2 separate regions of the Danio rerio genome follow, and region 2 is linked to region 1. Evidence: chromatin contacts called from public Micro-C data. All regions are on one chromosome and are shown on one strand. Each heading gives the region's core, a stretch centred on a gene start, on an enhancer-like site or on the middle of the called end of the contact. The rest is flanking DNA. Distances are from core to core; before and after follow the strand shown.

Region 1 (7,126 bases), core at 1,912-4,411:
AACCGGAGCACCCGAAGGAAACCCACGCGAAGGCAGGGAGAACATGCAAACTCCCTGTCCTATCAATTAAAGATGAAAACCCAGAAAAAATGAATAAATAAATTAAACAAACCTGTTTCATTCAGATTTTGTCCATGTTTTCATGACGTTCATTTAGCTTCTTCAAACATCTGCTAAGTGAATCTGTATCATACACAGCTCTTCCTCCATACACCTTTCAAACGTGACTCCAGAGCTTCACACAAAATAACAGAGCCACTAAATCCTAAACATCTCTGCTGTACTGCTGTCTTCATCTCTTTTTTTTTTTAAACAAGCTCCCATCGCCCTGCGGGACATTAGGCCAAAACGGATGCTGCCAGTGACTTGTGGCCTTTTCCATTGATTAATGAACACACCTTTCACATCTGTTACAAATGGCTTGCTGAAATTTCCTCCAAACACACTATTTTACTGAAGTTTGCATTGCAGATTGAGCAAACTCTGTCTTTGTGCGTCCTTCTATAAGACAAACTGATCCCTTCTGATCTCTGATTGCTTCCATATGTTGTAAAAAAACGCTACAATCATCTCTCTGCAGCAATTATGTTTTATCTCTGCATCTCCTCCAAGTGGGAGAGAAAAAGGAATGCACAAAACCACCTCGCACTGTTCTTGTTTGAGTCTCCCAAAATCCCCTGGTGTTCATTTTTGAACACACATTTGGGTTTTGTTTTTAACCAATGGCCTCTACACCACAGCAACAGTCAACACAACACCTCCAGGATGTTTCTCTTCGCTGCATCAACTAACCACAGTTGGTACACACAATAATAGGTCTATAAACTATTTTCACTGACTTTGCTAGTAAATGGCTGTTTAAAACAAAAAGCATGATGAGTTTCATTGGTTTAGTCAGTTTTTAGCACCGTGATTTTGGCCTGGAAAACTCATATTACAGCGTGAGAAGCGAGAATACAGCTCCAGAGCTCAAATCTAACCATTTTTCTGTCTTCCTCAAAATTGTTTGCTTTTCACCTGAAAATTTATCATATGAGAAAAATGTATCACTTCATAACTTAAGCAAACATCAGAATGGAATGAATACAGAGTGTGAATTGACTTAGGGAAATTAAGGTAGAACAACACAAAAAAAGGGTTTACTGTTGTCAAAGAACACTTGAGTTTCAAAATAGTGCTATAGTCAGGGATGGGCAGTGTTTATGATACATGTACTTAAAATACATATTTTAAATACAAAATAGTATTCTGTAGTTTGTTTTTGATAAAGTTGATGATAATGGGTTTATATTTTGTATCAAAGTACTACATTGTAATACATTGTAAGAAGTCTACATGATGACTTCATACAAATGCGGTCTCAGATTGATGCTGAAAAGTAGGCTGAAAAGTAGTCCCACTCCGGCCCTGATGCTTTCTCAGTCGATGCCTATAGGTAGGACAGCACGATTCTGGCAAAAATGTGAATCACGATTTTTTTTTTTTTTTTTGCTTAAAATCGAGATCACGATTTTCTCACGATGTAAAATAAAGGTTAATATGATTAGCCTATTATTATTTTTAATTCTCAAACATATATGTTAAAACAACAATAATATTAAGCCTATGTGTAGGTCTACTGTTGCTTAAAATGCTAAATTGAACAGACTTTAAATGTGTCCTGTGTGCTAATTCACAGAAAAATGATGACAGAACATAACTAATCATAATTCTGGAATTGATTTATTATGTTGAAGACATGTGCTTATCATGTCATTGGACACATTATTAGACCATTTGTTTTCACTGGAAAAATTAGAATTTTGTCATTATCAGACTCCTTGCATTATATTCAACATTATAGCCTATATAGGCTAGGGTTGTTATACTGACACGGTAAACATTTATTTTTATGCACAACACTTTGTGTTCGCTATGAAAGAAAAAAAAACATATCAAATGCTTGTCGTAATCATAACTGTAAAATGCGATATGATCATTTAAATGTGGTTTCACTTTTACTTCTGAGTGCGGCTCATGGCTGCTGTCACTGTGAGAAAAAACACACATGCAAATCAAACCTCCCGTACGACCCTCAAACGATCGCTCTGTGCAACAAACTGAACGCTATTTACAACTTCGTTACCTGTTATTCACAGCCTATGCAGGTTGTGTTCACTGAAGTGGGCGTCATTGGGCGTGCATGCACGCTTTCTCGGAAACAAACAGCTGTATGTAAAACAGATGTAAAACTGAGGTATTTGACATTTTATTTTAAATACATGTCCATGTATTTTTGCCCATCCCTGGCTATAGTATTATATTGCCATTATAGTGGTGATTGTGCTAGCAAACAAGACTAACAGCCGTTGTGGGTAGCCTAATGTGTGTTTTTTTTCCAGTGTGCACTATTCTGTCACGAAAACGATTCCAATAATTTCACAAAACAGGAATTACTGTAGGTCGTTTTGTATTACCGTCGAAAAACAGTTGTTAAATTACAAACATTTTTGCTTAGTGTCTTACCCTAGACTCTCTAGTGCTTATGGTATTTACTTATCTTGTGAAAGGTTAAGCCCCGCCCTCTTGACTTAATTGGTCATCATTGAGAGTTGAGGGTAGGCTACTAGTAAAAAAAACTGATGAAACATGTTTATTTAATGTGGTGCACGTTAGAAAACAGTTTAAACTTAAAATGGTCATCCTAACAACAAACAGAGCAGCTTTGACATCTGGACAAAAACAATTAGATAGACGTAAATTTTCTTAGTACAAAAAAACTGAAATAGGGTATTCTTGTCAAATGTACAGCTCCAGTCATCTTTTTTCCCCCTCTATATTTGAATGTTTCTTTTGTTTACATTGTGGTGGATCGGATGTGTTTGTCTCTGGTCAGTGTGTACAGGTGGTGGACTGGTTTCCACGCATAGTTTTCCAGTAAAAGTTTGCTCATGCATTTGTAGTTTGCATGAGAGTAAAGCTAAAAATCCATCTCTGTCAAACATACAATCCTTTCATTTGAATTGCTAAAAGGACATATTTGTTTTTGTTAGTCGGGATTGTTTATACGTGTTTTAGCTACGATGACTCTTCTCTTTCTTTGTTTATCCATCAGAATGTTCTGCACTAAATTACATAATTGCTTTCCATCCGCGTATGGATGCTTGGAGCTGAACTGCAGGACTTGATGGCGGATCATTTGGCAGGGTTTGGCGCCACCCAAGGGTTGGTAGGAAAACAATGCAAAATTCCAAACAAAGTTCAAGTTCATGAGTTTTTTATAGACACACGACAAAAATCAACGGTGTGTTTTATTGTTTGATTATTACCTATTATGTTGGCAAAATATACAGGCATATAAAGGGGAAAAACGAGCGTTTTTGAGGTAATACAGTGTTTTACTAAGAACTCTCAACAACTTGAAAATGTCAACTTTGTCTTACGGTACTGCTTAAATTTGCATTATGCTGATGTTATTTTAATAATATGCAATTGTGCAGAGTTATGTGCTTTCCGTGAGGCAGACATTTCTCCTTCACTGTGGTAAATATAAAGAGGTGCGTGAGAAATACTTTGACAAACTCTCTAAGCTTATGCCAGAGCTTTATAGTTCTTCAGAAATGGATCAAATGCAGATGTTACAGGGAAAGACAGGTCAGTTAAAGCCAAATACTTTTTTTTTCAGCTGCAAAGCATCAAAACTAATAAAGGTGTAATTCAGCCTCACAATTTCATTTATAGAACAAAAATCAATGGCAGGCATTAAGAGCAATCAAATCTGTAAATCCAATATCCTTAAAAACACAGGTTGAGGTTTTTGGTATTTGTCAGCAATTTAGATTTTAATAATTTGAAATGTAATAAAATTTAGTTTGATCACTTATCGTTTTACTAATTTTAATAAGTACTGATGTTTCATTTTTTAGCAAATGAGTTAGGCTGAAAGACAAAACATTATTTCACTCATATTTTGACATGAAAGATGTTAGAATTTGAATAGATTAATTAGCATTTAGAATTTTGTTATTGTGTTGTTATATATCTCATTTTGTCTTTATTATGTGTAGACTACCTGACAAGTCTTGTCGTCGATCCCAGTTAAAGGAGCAACAAATATTAGCTTGACTTCTATAGTAGATTATTAAGAAAAGCAAAGATTTTACAGATGAATTATCTGTTGAACTGCATCCCAATCATTACAAATACTGCAAAAGACCTACTGGAACCTACATGGACCCAACATTTTCAGAGAAATCAGTCAAGTTTGATGATGGAAAAATTGTGGTTTGGCGTTACATTTATACATTACAAACCACAGGAGAGGTCAAATTCTTCAGCAGGATAGCGCTCCTTCTCATACTTCAGCTTCTACATCAAAGTTCCTAAAAGCAAAGAAGGTCAAGGTGCTACAGGATTGGCCAGGCCAGTCACCAGATATGAACATTATTGAGCATTTCTGGGGTAAAATGGAGAAGGCATTGAAAATGAATCTAAAGAATCTTGATGAACTCTGGGAGTCCTGCAAGAATGTTTTCTTTGCCATTCCAAATGACTTTACTTATACGTTATTTGAGTCATTGCAGAGATGTATGGATGCAGTCCTCCAGGCTCTTGGAAGTCATACATAATATTCATTATTTTTCCACTGCATCATTACTATATATTCTATACTGTACATCATATCTGATAAGTGACAAGACTTTTGTCAAAGCGCAGTCAGACCTAACTGTCCAAATTAAGTCGTTAAAAATGAAGGCATGATCATGTTTAATTTCAGTAAAATAATCGTAATCTAGAAGCCTTTGCCCAAATCATCAACTAGAAGCCAAGTTAATATTTGTTGTTCCTAAAACTTGGATAGGCGACAAAACTTTTCTCAGGTAGTTTTATAATAATATAAAACAAACAGTTATTATATGTATTTTAAATACAAATAAATATATTAAGCAAATAAAGGTTACACTGTAAGACAGTTACACTTTTCTATTTTCCATGAATATTTAATAAATTAATCAGCATTGAGAATTATTTTAACTAGTGTTATACATCTTTTTGTTTAGTGTATAATAATAAAATACAAATGCTTTATTGGAATATATTTAAAATAGAAATGAGCATTTATTTCACTCCCACTTACCATCATATGCCTATTGAAACATGTCTGTAATACCCGATTTACATTTTTTGAATAAAGATTTTCATGTAATCACTGCAGCTTTTCTAATGTCAGAAAATAAACGATCCAACAGTGCTACCGTGTGGACATTCAGTGCACAAACAACAATGAAACACATTCCTCCGCAAATACTGTTACAAATGGTCATGTTTATTGTGTTTTTCCTTGTTTATTATTCTAAAACACATGAGGAAAACACAACTGAAACACAATAAGTTACACTGTAGTAAAAAGCACTTCAGAGTTTCTCTCCACAGCCGTCATTAGTGTACAAGCCCCTATGAAAATAGCATAGAAAGTGTGCATATACAGTCTTAAGAAGCCTTTATCATACTTAACATTCCTCTGCAGAAGAAATTTCCCTTGGCTGAATGAAAAGACAGAAACGGGAGGTTCACCCTTTACAATTCCCTCCAATTCAATTTCATATTTCAACAACAACAACAACAAAACACAACATCGATAACAATAACAAAAAAGCTTGGCTAAACCATTTCAACAAAATGCCCATATCTTCATATTCGAGCGAATCAGTCTTTTCACATATGTCAACAAGAATATAATATATATATTTATATTTGTTTTCAAAAAAAATTAAGAAAAAGACATTAAATATCTTCTTTTTCTCACTTGGCTTTTGAGTTTGAAACAGTTTTTGAGTATCGGTGATCAACTACACACAACCACGCATGCAAAATAAACACAAACACATGAATACGCTCTTTCTCTCACACGCACACACACATACGCACGCTGCATAGAAGACTTGTGTGTTATCAGCAATAATTGGAGCCGTTACTGTTGGCGTTGAATCCCCAGTGTGTCTCTCTTTTAAAAAGAAGACTCTTTGCTGCCATAGAAACGAAGCCAAGTGCTTAAGTGTTTGGCCAGCGGAGAGACAGAAACCCGAGCTGCTTCTACTGTACAACTGCCCTTAAAACTCACCAACCACTCGCGTTTGTTCTTGTACTAAAATATAACTTGATTATCTAATACTTTTTTTGTTCAAAGATGCTGAGAAGGAGATCAAATAAGTCGTCGAGTGGGTGGGAACTCAACACGAGTCCCGCTATTGCTATATTGCACTTGGAGTGTGTTTTTTATATATAATCATGCTCTCAGCGAGTGTTTGTTATCTTCAAATTCAACGCAGGTAGCAAAACTAAAAGTCAAATGAGAAAAAGAATTACCTCCAACCCCCCCTTTACATAATAATAAAACAATACAAAGCTGATAGTGACACTACTAACAGCCAATGATTATATCAAGGACAACCGTTGTATATATAAAAGAACGTTTGTAAAAGTGATTGTCTTGTAAAGATAGAAAGTGTCGAAAACATCGAAGGCATCAGCGAGGTCACCAGTTTATACTAAAGGAATAGTTCATCTCAAAAAAAGGAGGAAAATTCTAGAACCACGTCATCACCTTAGATTAGGGTTTCTCAACCATGCTCCTGGAGGACCACCAACACTGCATGTTTTGCATGTCTCCTTTGTCACACCTATTACAGGTCTTTCAGTCTCTGCTAATGAGCTGATGATCTGAATCAGGTGTGTTTGGTTAAGAGACATGAAAAAAATGTGCAAAGCTGGTGGTCCTCCAGGAACGTGGTTGAGAAACACGACATTAGATCTTTTTAAATGTGTATTTTAAGAGTGGGAAAAATAAGACGTTAAGCAGAATTTTCAAGCTGCCCTTTTAGAATTACCGGGCCTTCAAGCTTTAGAAAGACAAAAAAAAAAGTAACAATAAAAGTGGTTTATTCTAATTGTTTACCATATTTAAAGATTTCTGGTGCTACTATAATGCATTTGTTTAACTAAAAAATCTATTTTATTATTATCAAGAAATAATATATCGTAGCTTTCATGCCTGCCTGTACACGCATATCTAAATGTAGTAAATTGCAGTTTTTTTTTGTATGTGTGCATACTATACTATGCTTGTTTAATATGTATCAGTTTGTTC
Region 2 (7,126 bases), core at 2,979-5,478, 230 kb before region 1:
TTTTTTCCACTGATTAGGGAATTTAATTTGGGGAATTTGCTGTAAAATTTTAAGCTAACCGCTACTGTGCAGTAATTGTGCTCTTTGCAATAAAAAAAACTTAAATATAAATAAGGTTTTTTTGAGATGTATTGTCGCTCATTGAATGGAAATCAGTCCAAATTGAGTAGCTTTACTTGGGCAAAGCAGAATTAAGACTGGTTTAAAATAATTTAAGACTTACAACAATTTACAAAGACTTACAATATGTCAGAGAATTTAAGACTTTTTAAGGCATAAAATATAAGTTTTGAAATTTAAGACATTTTAAGACTTTTTATTAAGACTCCATGGAAACGCTGAACACACTCTCTCTCCTGCTTTCACTTCTAATTCTTACAGAAGGAGTGATTCGTTTGTGAACGAATGCCCTTTATGAATGACTCGTTCACTTAGCCGACAATAATACAAGTTTCTAGCACCACAGCATCTTTCATATTTCATTTACATTGTTTGCTGATTTTATTCAACAAAACTACCATAAGCCTGGTATTGAGTGAGAGTTGGTGCTACTTTGCCTTATGGTCAATGGAGTAAGTGACTGTATTATCATCAATAACGCTACTTGTTGACATTCATTCTTAAAATCGTAAAACAAAATCATACGCAGTGCTTAAGTCCAACATCTTCACATTGGCTTTAGTCTTGACTAGAGCAGTTGAATGAATTTGTGCCGGGAGCACTGTACAAATGTGGCGGCGATATTGATGCATGCTCAGGGTCCGTATGTGATATCTAGTGTACATATTTATGATCCGAATCAAGCGCAAGTTTGATCAATGTTGAAGGTAAACTCTGCAGAAAAGGCAATATCACTGCCATAGACATGCTTTAACATATTATACATGTGAAAGAGTTCATACACTCACTGTAGCAGCTCTCGCAAGCTCGCCCCAATCCGACCGGCTGTCCTGGAGCTCCCGGAAGAGCCCCCGCTCCATTCACCAGCCCAGGCTTAACACTGTTCACACTCAGCTGGTTAGGATTGGGCTTGTTGCTGCAGAAAAAAAAAGCCACAAGCGTTACTGGATTTCCTCTGGTCAAAGTGCAGTCATTTGAAGCGTATGGTGAAATGCAAAACTCAAGAGTTCAAGCACGACTCACTCAAGTACTTACTAATTTGGGATGTAAACCTGCTTTAACTTGCTCTCCGCTTCAGCTGCTTTTAATCGTTTCTGTATGGAGCAGGAAACAGTATGTTACAGTGTGAAAGTGATCTAGGTTTTCTTCCTGTACGCAGAGACTTGAGACAGACGTGTTGGTTTACCTGCTGAACGTATCTGTCTGTGGTCTTCCACATGTAGTAATATTCAATGATGCTGGTCAGAGACTTCCACGGAAGCTGGGATAAAAGAATAAAAGCATTTATACAGACCATATTTTTATTAATAGATTAAAATAATAAACAAAATGTCATTTTTCCACATTTAACAATCAATTCAAAAAGGTTTTGCTCACTGAAAATAGAAAATTGTCATCAAATTACTCATCCTTGTGTCTATTGTGACTTTTGATCGTGTTTCAAATCTAACTGAAGATATTTTAAAGAAATCTGAGAGTAATATGTCACTCAATTAAACTCTTTTGATTCTTAAATATGCTTTAACAAGAATAAATCTATATGAATATATAAAAAAGGAGATTTATGATGGTGCAATAGCCTAGTGCAGGGTTGGCCAACCCTGTTCCTGGAGAGCCACCTTCCTGCAGATTTCAGTAGCCACCCATATCAAACACACCTGCCTGTAATTATCACATGGTGTTCAGGCCCTAATTAATTGGTTCAGCTGTGGTTAATATGGGTAGCAACTAAAATCTGCAGGAAGGTGGCTCACCAGAAACAGGATTGGCCACCCCTGGTCTAGTGGTTAGCGTGCTGACATACAGTATGGTGCAGTAGCACTTCAGGGCGTCCCAAGTTCGAATCCCGGCTCGAGGACATTTCCTGTCCCTACCCCCTCTCACTCTCCTACTTCGCTTTTAAGTACTGTCCTATCCACTTAATAAAGGCAAAAAGGACAAAAATAAACCAAAAAAACAGAGAAATGTATTAATCTTTTGACTGCCCTTCTACCAAACGGTTGACCATGGTTTTACTGTTTTAAATAATGACTGTTAAAGTCATTTAAATAATAGCCATTTTAAATATAAAATATTTTAAATAGTTTACAAAAAATATATAAAAAATTGAAAACTAAATCAAACAAGCATAACCCTGTTGCACTACTACACTTGATTTTGGTTCTATTGTTAAAAAAAAAAAAAAATTATATATATATATATATATATATATATATATATATATATATATATATATATATATATATATATATATATATATACACAAGGAAGCATTTTAAATGAAAATCTGAAATATTTTTGCCACACTTAAAAAAAAAGGTGATTTAGTGTTCAAAAATGTTTTATTTTAAATACTTTTTCAAATAAATTAGTGTTACACTTACTGTTTTTAGATTTTTCATAGTATATGTATTAAGTTTTGTACTGTTATCATATACTGACATATCATTCGGCAGAGGCTGTAATTTTTAAAAATTATGGGATGTGTTGAAGAAAAATGCATTGAGTGTTTTAACTAGCGACATTTGGAGTAAAGAAATCCAAACATTATTTTTCTTGGTGGGGCAGTTAAAGCGTTAAATACAATGCAAACACTGATCAATATACATTCAAAAACATCAAATAAACCCAAGATATCAGATGTGCTTGCATGAGTTGTGAGACTTTTGTTGTCGTTTAATCATATTAATACAGTTGAGCTTCCATGTTTTCTATATTTAATGAGCTCCATGTATTTGCCTTGAACAGAGTTCAATACACTTGAACAAAAATTCAATTTGAGCTTCCGAGAAGTCTACTTTATAACAGTTACATTGTTTTACACAATCATTCAATGCAATCAATGCATTTCAATACACACACATTTTTATTTGCATTGCTTCTGATAGATCTACAAACAAATTCAATAAAATATGTGCTCTGAAAATGAAGGGAATACTTGGAACAGCCCTTTAACTCAAAACCACTTTGACTAGATTACAGAGTCAAATGAGTTGAACTTGAAAAAAGGTTCAGTAAACAAGTCTGTTTGACTAGTTAGACTTGTTCAAAATCACTGACAGATTCAGTAGTGCTTCTTGAGGTGCAGCTGAAAATATTGATAAATCAATTATGAGAAAATGAAGGCCTTTAAAAATGTATTAAAGTTTTAAACACGTTTTACGAGTTTTAAAAATTTTGTTCAAGCATTGTCCAAAGTGTTTGACTCCAAAAAAAGCATAAATATTTTTATTTTTCTCCTAATATTAACAACGCCGTGCTCGATCCATGCAATTGGTTCGGGCTGGGGCACATCTGGCCAAGCTCCTCCGACCGGGTGAAGTCACGTAATTCGTGACAAAAACGGGAAGGTGACCTGACGCTCTCCACATGTAGCGAAACCATAGAGCAGAACAGATGGTAAAATGGGATAATGCAAGTTTGTGCACTCCTGGTTGAAGAAAGACGAGTTTAAACAGTGGCTGAAGTCTGTCGCTATAAACAAGCGCATAATTTACTCTTTCAAGCTTTGTTTTTTGCGAGCTAATCTGAGTTCTGTTGCCTGGTTGTGCTCCATTGATTTATTTAACTACAACTGCTTAATAATAAAGGTTTGATACTGATTAAAACTTGCAGAGGTGATGAGATCTTAAAATATTTAGATAAGGTTTTTAAAAAGTCTTAAAAGGGTATTGAAATTACCTTTAGGATTCCTGCATATGCCCTGTAAACGCATTATTTACTGTTTGTTCATGTAAATAAACCACCTTAAGTTTTCTTTTTTTCTCGAAATATATATATATATATATATATATATATATATATATTTTTTTTTTTTTTTAAATAACAGCAGTTTTGTTCCAACTGTAGCAAATGCAGTGGTCTCACAAAGCCAATTAAACCCTGAGATCATTTTAATTTTTGAGTGAACTACCCCTTTAAATAATCAGCGCTTTCATACGCAAATCTGGCCATGATGTCAAACAGAAACCGAGCTTCAATTCCCAATCCTTTGTGTCCCTCAATAAGCTGCTTGCCTTCTTTCGGGTGTGCCCATTTTCCACGACTGGCTCCTCCCTGTTTCTCTAAGTACACATTTCTGACAGACTCTCCCCAAAACCAAAACACTCAGCGCTGCACAAACCCCCATCGACCACCAGGTGGCAGAGTTAAACATAAACTTGGCACACTCGCCCGTCCCCTGAACAAAGGCAGTTTATCAGTCATCACTGCCACAATTACCTTAGCATATGCCGTTCAAAAAAAAAAGCATGCCATTTGAACTCACAAAGTCCTGCTGAATATCAGTGAAGTCTTTGCCGTATTTCTCCAGCGCTTCTTCAAATAGGTTAGCTTCGGATGCACTCCATTCCTCCATTTCGTCCCGGCAGAGCACAGGTCCGCCCTGAGGTACCAGCGCTGCGATGGCCCGCGTCATATCGTAGCCGTTCTTATGCAACGTGTCCATGGCGTGAAACTGAAAATGAAGCAGCAGCAATAAATGATGGCCCAAATCCAAGACACATCAGCAGACACTCCATTGTTTTAGAGGAGTGTTGCAAATCTCAACTGCTCAACCCTGAAAACAACACAACACTGGTTGAAGAGGAATTGTGTGGGCTGTGTGTGTGTGTGTGTGTGTGTGTTTATGTGTAGGGATCTTGCCCTCTGGCGCCTTTCCTTCATGTTTTGTACACAGTCAGGGTGGCTAGAGAGTGAACACCCTGCTTCTTCTTGTACAGCCCCATAGGCAGAGACTGAGCATTGAAGCTGGCAATAGGCCTGTTGCAATTATTACATAATGCCCTAGCAGGGATTATTTGATCTAATCGTGATTATGTGAGAAGATCGTGATCGCTGTGCACTCGAAATTCTAATCACAATTTGCCACCCAAATCTTGGAGCCTGTTTGATCGTCCTAGTGGAATCACGGGTTTAGTTTAGGGGATAGGACTATTGGAAAACATGTTTGCAACAAAGTGTATTAGTGTCTGCTCACTTTATATAGGATTCCCACTCTTTCATGAACAGCAGATTCAAGGTTTTTTAGGGACTTTTTAAAGCTGTAGTTCCTTGAATTAAATACTGGTAATAATCAAATGTGGTTTGTGAACTATTGTTCAAATGTTTTGTAAATTTAGGATTGTTAAATGAGGAATTTCTCGCAGTACAATAGTTGAAACAACACCATAAACCATCAATTCAAGCCCTTACAAGAACCTACAATTGTTTTTAAGTACTTCCCAGGTCATAATTCACGTCTGAAATTCAAGCCCTTTCAAGAAGCGTGGGGACCCTGTTTTTATTATGGGGTATTTTCCCTATTAGTTTTTGCCATAGGGATTTTAAAAAGTCTTTGGTAAAGCATTACTTGGCAACACTTAAGATCAGGTCACATTAAAGTCTACTGGCTTATTACTAGCCAATTATTAAGATGTTAATTATTCATTAGTAGTAGGGCTGCACCATATATCGTTTCAGCATTGATATCGCAATGTGCACATCTGCAATAGTCGCATCACAAGATCTGCAATGTTGAGTCTGAATTATAGTTGAGCAGGAGCAACAGAACACATCTGATTTGTAGAGTTACGGAGAGTTTTAGCACACAGAAGTATGATGGATGTTTGGAGGTGTAATAAAAATGTATTGTATTTAATTATTTATACAATTTATGGGGGGAAAAGTATTTTTACTAAAAAATTTGTCTTGTTTCTAGTTCAAATATCTACCCTATGAAGCGAAAATAAGATTACTTTAATCACTCCATTGGCTGATATCTTTTCTACTAAAAGCGAAAACAAAACTATATTTCTACTAGATTTACAAGACATTTTATATATTTGGACAAGAAAAGAGACAAAGTAAGAAAAATGTTATTCTTAAATTGTGATTATTCAATTTCTGTACCTGAATGCTGTTATGACTGCACAGAAAAAAATAGAGCAATCCAATCCATCTTTTGAGACTGTATTAGTTATTCCAGAAAAATAAAATAATGCAATATCAGTTTATTCCAATATTGTGCAGCCTTAATCAGTAGTTATATAAATATGATCTTATTCTGCATCCCTAATCCTACCCCAATACCTAAAGCCAACTTCTACTTAACTAATGATTAATAAACCATTAATTAGTAGCTTATTAAGCTAGTAAATGTTAGTTTATGTTTTGTTAATACCATGAATTAAGACCTAAAGTGTTACCCATTATTTTAAGGAATTAAATTAACTTGGTACAAAGACAATCATGTTACATTACACATTTAAAACAAAGGTAAAAATTTGAAAACTATTCATTTAAAGTTGTTTGTATCTAATGAAAATGTTTTCAGGACGACTGCAAAACCTACAATTTGTAAAGGAATAGTTCAGCCAAAGTTAAAGTCATTTACTTATCCTTCACTTGTCACAAAGCTGTTTGACTGTTTGGTTGTTTGTTGCTAGACATTTAGAAAAATCTGGGCAACGTGTAACCATTGACTTCTATAGTATTTGTTTTTTTTCCTTCTATGTGTCAATAGTTACTGGTTTCCAACAAAACAACTTCTTTTGTGTTCAACATAAGAAGAAAATAATCTGGGTTTGTCACAAGAGCATGTGAATAGTGAGTGAATTTAAAATTGTGTGTTAACTATCTATTTAAGTATTTTTTTAGAGTGCACAAAACTGATGTGCTTCATGCTGATGAGTTTGATTAATGTGAATAGATGATTTAAATAAAGCATTTAAAATTGATAAACAACCTCTGATTTTGGAACAGGTTTTTTCAAAGGTTTATCAAATAACATTTTAATAATACACTATAATAAACTATATAACTACTACTAATAAAGCTAATTAAAAAAAATATATATATATATATATATATATATATATATCAACAAATAGATATTCAAACCAGAGATTAATCATATCCCTGGACTTCGGGCTTGACTGTATATAATACAAGCACGAATAATATGCAATTGCATTTTAATTTTGACTGTATGTAATCTATATGAATTATGGGATAATTCTTTATATTA

What was found. A called contact is a pair of places that touch in the nucleus more often than the background predicts.
Region 2: a Micro-C map of caudal fin shows a contact between it and region 1, with 8 times the contacts expected there. The contact joins two enhancer-like sites. A contact is called at or near these places in 2 of 18 Hi-C or Micro-C datasets (caudal fin and hematopoietic stem cells) and 1 of 4 datasets of contacts at active chromatin or transcription factors (caudal fin).

The regions. Positions count from the first base shown.
Region 1 is chr17:39,230,601-39,237,726 of GRCz12tu, reverse strand. No RefSeq gene overlaps it. Among named protein-coding and RNA genes, the nearest start is that of crip1, 28 kb to the left of the region's middle. Within about 2 kb of position 3,161, at least 7 of the 62 cell types and tissues checked have an H3K27ac peak or open chromatin away from gene starts, as enhancers often do. A contact at or near this core is called in caudal fin, where this site is marked.
Region 2 is chr17:39,458,398-39,465,523 of GRCz12tu, reverse strand. mta1 (metastasis associated 1) reads right to left here. Exons shown (of 18, transcript XM_005158860.5): 9 at 4,388-4,576; 10 at 1,307-1,381; 11 at 1,156-1,214; 12 at 903-1,036. Among named protein-coding and RNA genes, the nearest start is that of tmem229b, 30 kb to the left of the region's middle. Within about 2 kb of position 4,228, at least 5 of the 62 cell types and tissues checked have an H3K27ac peak or open chromatin away from gene starts, as enhancers often do. A contact at or near this core is called in caudal fin, where this site is marked.